Regions from separate parts of the Cydia pomonella genome. Here region 1 is linked to region 2. Evidence: chromatin contacts called from public Hi-C data. All regions are on one chromosome and are shown on one strand. Each heading gives the region's core, a stretch centred on a gene start, on an enhancer-like site or on the middle of the called end of the contact. The rest is flanking DNA. Distances are from core to core; before and after follow the strand shown.

Region 1 (4,127 bases), core at 316-2,815, 210 kb before region 2:
GCTCATGGGAGCCTGGGGTCCGCTTGACTACTAATCCCGAGCATTGGCATAGGCTGCCATACATACCTATACTCAGGCTATCCAAATTCATGTTTTGCGAAAGCTAGGCTGTCTAGTTAATTAGAGGTGTAACACATCTGTAATATAGTTGACTAGATTTTTTTTGTTTTCATTTACTGAACTAGTAAGTAGACTTCAAGTTAACACATTCAGTCCCAGTGTAGTAGCTTTTTTTAAATATGGGATTTTGCATGTTATCGGCTATGCTTGTAGTGGGTAAGTAACCTGCTGTACTTAAGCTCTGGTTGATTGATCTGGTTAATTAAGGAAACATTCATAGAAAACTTATTTTCAGCACACTAGCTGGTAAAAGCTCTCTTGATTGTTCAAAAACTGATGAGAAAGATGCATTTTATTCACATGTGTGGCAAAGTAATCAAATGGAAATGTTGAGTTATTTTCTTATGTTGGCTAGTAGAATTGGCTTTTAAATGATGATTTTGAATGATAAATATTTAATAACATTCATTTTGAATTGATTTGATTTTGTTTGATATTTTACAGTCAGTATTTTCCTTGGGTTGGTATGGTAAAACATGTTGAAACCCTCACAACGCTCAAGATTCCGCTTTTAGAAATGTTTCGCTTGCTCGGGTATTAATATTAGATTATGAGAGTTTAAACAACTTTGCCCCCTTGTAAAACAAATAACCATTTTTGTGTTAGTGTTAACAAAGTAAAGCATTAACGGTACATACTTGGAACACCATCAGCATACTCTCCATGCGAGCTAGTATGCCATCACACTCCTCGATCTGGTTGTGTAGCGAACTGATGTTTCCACTTTCTTTCAAGTAATCTGCCACTGAGTTTTTCTCTGCCTCCTTTATACCTTTGTCAACTTGAAGAGCATATTCTCTAAGATCTGTGCCATTGTTGAGAACTTCTTGAATCTCAAAATCTTCTAAGTTCTTATCCAATACATCTTTCATATGATTTGTTTCAGACATAGTGGACTTGATTAATGTAGGGCGTGTTATTCTTCTAATACGAACTCTGATTCAAAAGGACATAATAATGTAAAGTTGTAGATATTTGGAGGGTTTTAATTTAGTTGAATTGTATTGAATACAACATTATTTTGTAATATAATAAATAACACAACGGTATAAACGTTCATACGTTAGCTGTAATATGTCATTTTTCATAGTAGTCGTACTCTCGTACTGTCACAGTCATTAGTGTCACTCGGAATGACATCTTGACATGTTTGGTCCGAAATGTACATTTGATTGTACAGCAAGTAATTCAGTAATTTATTGCTCTCAAGGTACGGAGGTATATCAAAACAAGATCAGCTAGAGCCCGGCAAGGCAAATAAAAAAAAAAAATACGTGTCATAAAGGTACAATAGGGTTGTTTCCAATTTTTTGAAACGCTTGTATTACGTTCTATATTAACTAAAAATTGCCCTAAAATTCAACTTTTATACTAAAAACGGCTTTAAATATGTTAAATTAACAAAATATATTTTAACAGATGTTTTCGCGCCCAAAACGCTCTTTGAAAATTTTGTGACGTCACAGTTTACGGTTTGACACATAACTACATAGACACGTAGGAGATACGAACTGTCAACTGACATTTGTCATTTGTTGTTTATCGCCTAACTGTCAACAGTGTCAATCCGAGAGTTGTGACGTCATCAGAATCTTCAATGACGTTTCGAGTTTGGTTACGTGACGTGTGCCAAAAGATATTTTAAATTCAATATTTACAAAAATATGGTCAATACAGGTCCCCTAAAAGTAGTTTAACATGTTCTTATGAGGTAGAGACAAGGAATAGAATCTCCATAGGCAGAACTGTTGCAAGTGTCCAGCTGTCAGCTATAAATAATAGTTCCAAATCTCTCCAGAGTCGCGCTAGAGTAGCTAAGAACCTAGGCGTTATTGACGTGTGGTAAAGTGTGGTGTCTATGATTAGATTTTTTTGTCAAGTATTCTAGGTATTTATGCCACATATTTATGGTTTTTTGTCGAACACTTTTTGGAGATTCTATTCCTTAACTCTACCTTCCATAGGTACAATAATAGGGGGGAGATAACTTTCCGTAGGAGTAGCAGAAAAAGAGCTATTATTGTTTGTCCTTGTCATAGTGTCACTTGTCCTTTATGCCTACTTCTAAAAATAAGACCTTTGTAGAACCCATAACCATACAATAAAATATTTTTGATTTTTTTTTTGATTTGATTTTGAAAAAGTCTTAAGTGACATAGACGTTTTATGGTGGCTAACAACGAACCCGACCAAATTACGTAGGTTGTTTTTGGTATGTTGTCAGGAATGTTAAAACGTGATTTTAATTTTGTCGCATTGCGTATGTTCTACATCCGCATGTATGGTACATCCAGGGCCGGATCTAGGGTAGAGCGAGTGGGCATCATACTCGTGAACGGGTGCTGTTTATGGAGACTGAGGGCCTACCGCGAACCACGTTCGACGTGTTGCCTCCCTGTCACACTTACGTACGAATTTACACGTGCGACAGAGAGGCAACACGTCGAACGTGGTTCGCGGTAGGCCCTCTGGTCTGTTTAAGCTAACTTTAATTACAGTGAGACACCTCATTCGGTTCTCGTATGTTTCTTTTATCCTAATGAATGTTTTAATTATACGGAATTTTGACTCTTAGAGACTCTAAACATCTCTAAAGATAATTTGATAAAAATAATTTAGTTCTGACATTTAGAGATATATTATACATCTCTAACTAATTTTAGTTTTTTTTTGTATCTGTTTGTGTTTTTTATTATTATTATTTTAGTTTTTTTGTAATTCGACATTTAGAGACTTTATACATCTCTAAGTAATAATAATATTTTACTTACTTTACTTTAAACAATAATACTGTAGTTTGCATTAATATTTTCAATGAATTGTGTTTTATAATAAATTGTTGTGCTTGTTTTTGCTTGTAAGTAAATTCCATGTTGATGTGTAAAAGAGCCCTTGTGGCCTATTTGCTGAATAAATGTTGATGTTGAAGTTGAAGTAGAGCGGCCGCTTTAGACGCCAAATGGTAGGGGGGCGCCAAAATGGCAAATGTGGAAAAAAAATCAAGAGGCAAAAAGTTTTAAGTGGCGCGGGCGCGCAAATACGCGCAAAATGGCGGGGAGTGCTTTTGCCTTTTCTTTGGCAAAGACCTGAAAGCATTTCTTAGGCTACGCAAAAAATAAAAGCTGAATTCCTCTGAAAGCCGAAGGCGCAGAGCGACTCATCAAAACGCGTTTTTGTATGAGCCAAAGGAGAGCAAGCATGATGAGCGAGGTTCAAAGCTCTAGGAAACCGAAGGACGCATTCCTCGTAGTACCAAAATATCGAAATGCGCATCCAGAGGCTGAAGGCTCAATTACGGCAGAGCCATCTAATTCTTAGTGTTATAAAAATAAATTGATGGCAAAATTAAAGTCCTGAAGGTCGGGTTCGGCGCCCCGTGAAGCAAAGGATAGTATAATATATATGACACGGTGAAGGCTGAAGACCTGAAGTATACCAACAAGTTCCGTTTCCAAGCGAGGCCAAAGACCGAGCAGCATGAGAGCTTAAATCATATTGTCTATATTCCCAGCTGTGCTCTTTGCTCTCGGCCTTGCATGGAAGCGCGCCGCAATCGGACGCTTCGGGTCTGCAGCCTTATGTGCTCGGCCTTCAGAGTCACTGCAACTTGGCCATTGATGCGACTTCCTTTTCTCTCGCAAGCCTTGCTTTTGCCTCGAACGGAAGCTCCGGGTCTTCAGCCTTGTTTTTTAAGCCTTTTTTTCTTGTCCGAGCTCAGCGCTTCTGAAGCTTGTCTTTTGGCCCCCCATGAACGCAGCCCGCAGGAAAGCTTCAGCCTCGCGTACATTTGGCCTCTGGTTTGATTTCAAGCTCTATTTTCCCGACTCTGGCCTTCGGCCTTAAACGGGAACTAGCTGAGGCCGGAAACTTTGGGCTTTCGTACCTGGATAGTTTTTGATAAAAGACCACTAAGTAAAAAGATGTACAAATTCTGTGATGGTAGTCCCTTTTGCTTGTTATGATATCCACTAACAGGCCTCGTTCAGGGCAACCTAATATTGTGATGC
Region 2 (4,149 bases), core at 1,000-3,499:
TTTTATCCCGCCTTTTGTATGATTTTGTTTCCAATTAAAAAGTTTCAGTGTAATGGGCTCTACTCTATAGACAACAAAGTAAACACATGCAACAAATCGCAAACGATTTTTGATACAATCCCGATAAATTCGGTACGGTTTCAGACATTTTAATACCTATTTTTTTTAAGAGACATATAGAGATAGCAATAGGTGTCTGTACCACTGTGAATGAGGGGAATAGTAGAATGATTTGAACATAGACATACAAGATTTGAATAGCTTTTTTTCAAGAGACAGAAAGAGATTGCAATAGGTGTCTGTATCGCCTTAAATGAATGGAGGTACACACTGGGTATATTTTATATATAGCATAAGGGCCCTCCACACTCGTGCGCGAAGCGAGGCGCGAAGCCGCGAACGCTAGTGTGGATGGCCCTCGCGTCGATTTCTCAGATTGTTCACGCCTTCGCGCCTTTATTTGTCGGTATTTGGCCCGCGTCAAAGGAGACGCGAAGCGCGAACTTGCAAGACTCCACACTCGCGATCGCGATCGCTTCGCGCCGCGATTCGCTCACGAGTCGGTTAATCTGTAACTCAGTTAAACTGTCATAACCTTCTATGGCAGTTACTTAGTTATATTGGGTGCGAACTTGATCAACAAAAAATCAATTTGACAGTTCCCAGTTTGAATCAGTGCCTTCCCGCAAGCTAAATCCGATCAGCTGACGCTTCGGCGCCATCTTGCCGCGAACCAAACTGCGAAATCGCCGTGAAGTTGTGCGAGTGTGGAGTCTACCTCAACGTCGCGGTATGTTCGCTCCGCGAAGTCGCGTCGCGATTCACGCGCATAGTCTGGAGGGGGCTATAAGCTTGCTCATCATAACTTTAAAAAAAAAACTTTCCACCCTAGGGTGGAAGAAGCTATTTTCCACCCGGCTATCTGCTCATGAAAATCACACTTTCCGAACAAGAGAGATGAAAAGAAATTTGTTTTGATAGTTTTGATCTTGGAGGATTTAAAATTTTTGTTTATACCTCCAAGGTTTTGATACATGCATTTTTTGTGTGCGGATATACCTAGTTCTCTTTAGATCATGCATATCACCGTATGTGACGTTTAGTGATCCGTGTGGTGGTCCGTGAGTGGTCGATATCAGATCAATTTCGGGTCCGAGAAATAACATTTTTCCGTTTCACCAAATATCAGCACATCGTTTACAACATTTGAAATTTAAAAAAATATTTGATTTAGTATGGATTATTATAGGTTAAAGGTCAGTCCAGACGGAATGACTTAATGACCGATCAGGAAAAAAAATGGCGTTAATCTCATCTAGCGAACACACGTACACAATTTAATCACCAATTTTAGACTTTTGCTGAAATTTGAGCGCTCAGCATAAAGAAATGCCCCTGAAAATTGATATTCTTATGTCTGCATCTCCATTTGATAGGTCAAAATCTAAAAATTGAATCTTTAACCGTTAATAGAAAAAACGGCGAAAAAGCAGGTTATTGTCTCACAGAAAATTTGAAATACGCGCCTTCTCTACTGACAATCTTGTTTGACTGAATATAATTTCATATTTGTGACCACACCACCTGATTGGTTCAGGTAATTTAATCGATTGAGTGTAAATGTCCCGTCTGGACCGGACAATTTTTCGCACATTTTTTAAAAATATTATAGGGACATTCTTTCACAAATTGACTAAGTCCCGCTGTAATCTCAAAAAGGCTTGTGTTGTAGGTACTCAGACAAGTATATATATAATATACAAATTCTTAAATACATAGGAAACACCGACGACACGGAAACAAATACCTGTGCTCATCACACAAATAAATGCCCTTACCGGGATTCGAACCCAGGACCATCGGCTTCATAGGCAAGGTCACTACCCACTAGGCCAGACCAGTCGCCAAATTATGCGGTGCGGACGCAGAAAACTATAACAGACTGGTGTCACGGGCTTACCGGACTGCGACCTTGTTCCGGTCCGAGGCTTGTTCGATCGTGTAGAAGATGATGCAGCACTAAGTAAAAGTTAAAACGTGATATGCAGACCGGATCTAAGTCACGGTCCGGTACGCCCGTCTGCTATAGCTTAAAACTGTATCCGGCTAAAAAAGATTGATAAACAAATCTCCAATTTAATTTATAATCATATTGGCAATTTGATTGTACACTCTGAAGAGTTTTACGTTTAAGCTTTTTATGTTATAATTTTTGGTTATCTGTGCACGGTTGTGCCTCAGCTTGACAGTTGACAGTGTTGACAGTTCACTACTAGAAAAGCTTATACTAGATTTATTTTAGAGGCATAACAAAATTGAATTGAGTCTTGACAATATAGTTTTAAGAATGATATCTAATTTTGATAAACTTTGTGTGGATTTGGAAAAACAGGAATTAGAAGTAAGATTGAATTCAAGTCTAAGCGAATACATTTTTGGTGAAAGATAACCTAGCTCTACTCTTTATTAATTATAAGGATTAGTTAAGTTTAACGCTTTATTATCATTTCAGGCTCCCACTGGAGTGGCTTCACCTTCTACTTATGCTCAGCTGTTAGTCATTTATTTGTATCAAAATGATCTGTAAGTAAAGTTGGAATGTTTATTCTAAAAGTTTTTCATGTTTTGTTTTTTCTTAATGAAAACTGTGTTCATCTTAGTATGTAAGTATATCTTTATAGCAGTAGACAACCTACAATAATTCTACTAATTCTATGATTGGAACATCCCATATTTAATTTTTTATTTATTTCGGCTACTAACCTTTATGCTAGTTAGTAGCGGTGGCACATTAAAATGATTTGTAGACAAGTGGAGCTAATTTAGATTTCCTAGTCCTCGTGAGCAGTATGTAAAGTGCTAAACAGTCTGAAAATTTGAAGCTCACTGCTTATTAGTACTCTATTTCAACACCCTTATTCATAAAACACACCTTCATTAGTTAATATATATTGTATCTCTTTACAAATACATAAGTTTAATTGACAGATTAAGTCAAACAATAGCTAATTGAGGCTTGTAGCGCATTTATGAATAGCACCATTACTCTTCAATGTAAGGTACCAACTTTAGTAGTAATTTGTTATAGCACCTGGAGATTTGGATACCTCATGACTCTCAAACTGAGAGCTGTAATTATAATGTATATATTTTATAAATAAATAAATAAATGTTTGAGGACAATCTTACACAGATTCACCTAGCCCCAAACTGACCTACTAAGGTGACAATATACATTATACATAAGCAGTGTGTAATTTTGGCTTGATTGCGGTCATGTGTGGTTTATATGTTTAATTGATAGCTGTTACTATTTTAGAGGTTTGACAAAAACAGCAAAGGTTTTTTTTATAATTATTCTCAGAGTTATTGTGATTTGCGAGAAAAACCCATAGAAACCATAAATATGCAATATCTTTTTTCAGGTACATTATATGCAAATAAATAAAATATGATCTCAAAAAAGAAGTTTGTTGCCATAACACTGCATAAAAAACACAGTACATTAAGACACAATTAAAGTTTTTACCAAATAGGAAAAATATTTTTTTGTGGCAAAGTGCCTTAATGGTCGCATTTTATGTTTTAATGGACTGAATTAACACATAACATAGCTGAATATTAAATTCTAGCTCATAAAAATGAAGGGGTGACGAGATATGAATTTTTAAAAATATTGTTTAGGATTGTCGCTAATTTTTCTATGGCAATTTAATTATCATGTTCAATCATATTCATTGATTTTGCTTATAAATAACATCGTTAATTTTAGTTTATTATATTACAATTCTTTTGATTTTTAATAGGCATTATTATGTTTGAGTCTTAAAAAATTGTGCTACGCAAAAGCTGTGCTATGTTGGGTCATATCTTCGATGAAGGACATTGCGTGGTATTGGGAAGGTGTACTGCCCGAACTGCTTTATCAGAATCAAATCGAAAGACCTTTGCCAATATTTTATGACTCAAAGAATTGCTTCTTGACAACTTACTCTAGTGGCATTGTAATGCGGTTTGGAAATAGATTCTATGAAATTTCAGATATTTTGTAACAATTTGGCTACCAAATACGTCAAAAAATATGGCTGATAAAATATGACTGTCACAGTTCATAAAATACTAATACATGAAGCGAAAATCATAGAATAT

What was found. A called contact is a pair of places that touch in the nucleus more often than the background predicts.
Region 1: a contact with region 2 is called in a Hi-C map of whole body, with 4 times the contacts expected there. The contact joins the promoter of LOC133517831 here to the promoter of LOC133517822 in region 2. A contact is called at or near these places in 2 of 2 Hi-C or Micro-C datasets (both in whole body).

The regions. Positions count from the first base shown.
Region 1 is chr5:15,450,009-15,454,135 of ilCydPomo1, reverse strand. It overlaps LOC133517831 (vacuolar protein sorting-associated protein 52 homolog), which reads right to left and starts at 1,565. Exons shown (of 7, transcript XM_061851276.1): 1 at 759-1,565. The coding sequence starts at 1,010.
Region 2 is chr5:15,236,319-15,240,467 of ilCydPomo1, reverse strand. LOC133517822 (COP9 signalosome complex subunit 8) reads left to right here and starts at 2,249. Exons shown (of 4, transcript XM_061851258.1): 1 at 2,249-2,401; 2 at 2,513-2,583. The coding sequence starts at 2,348.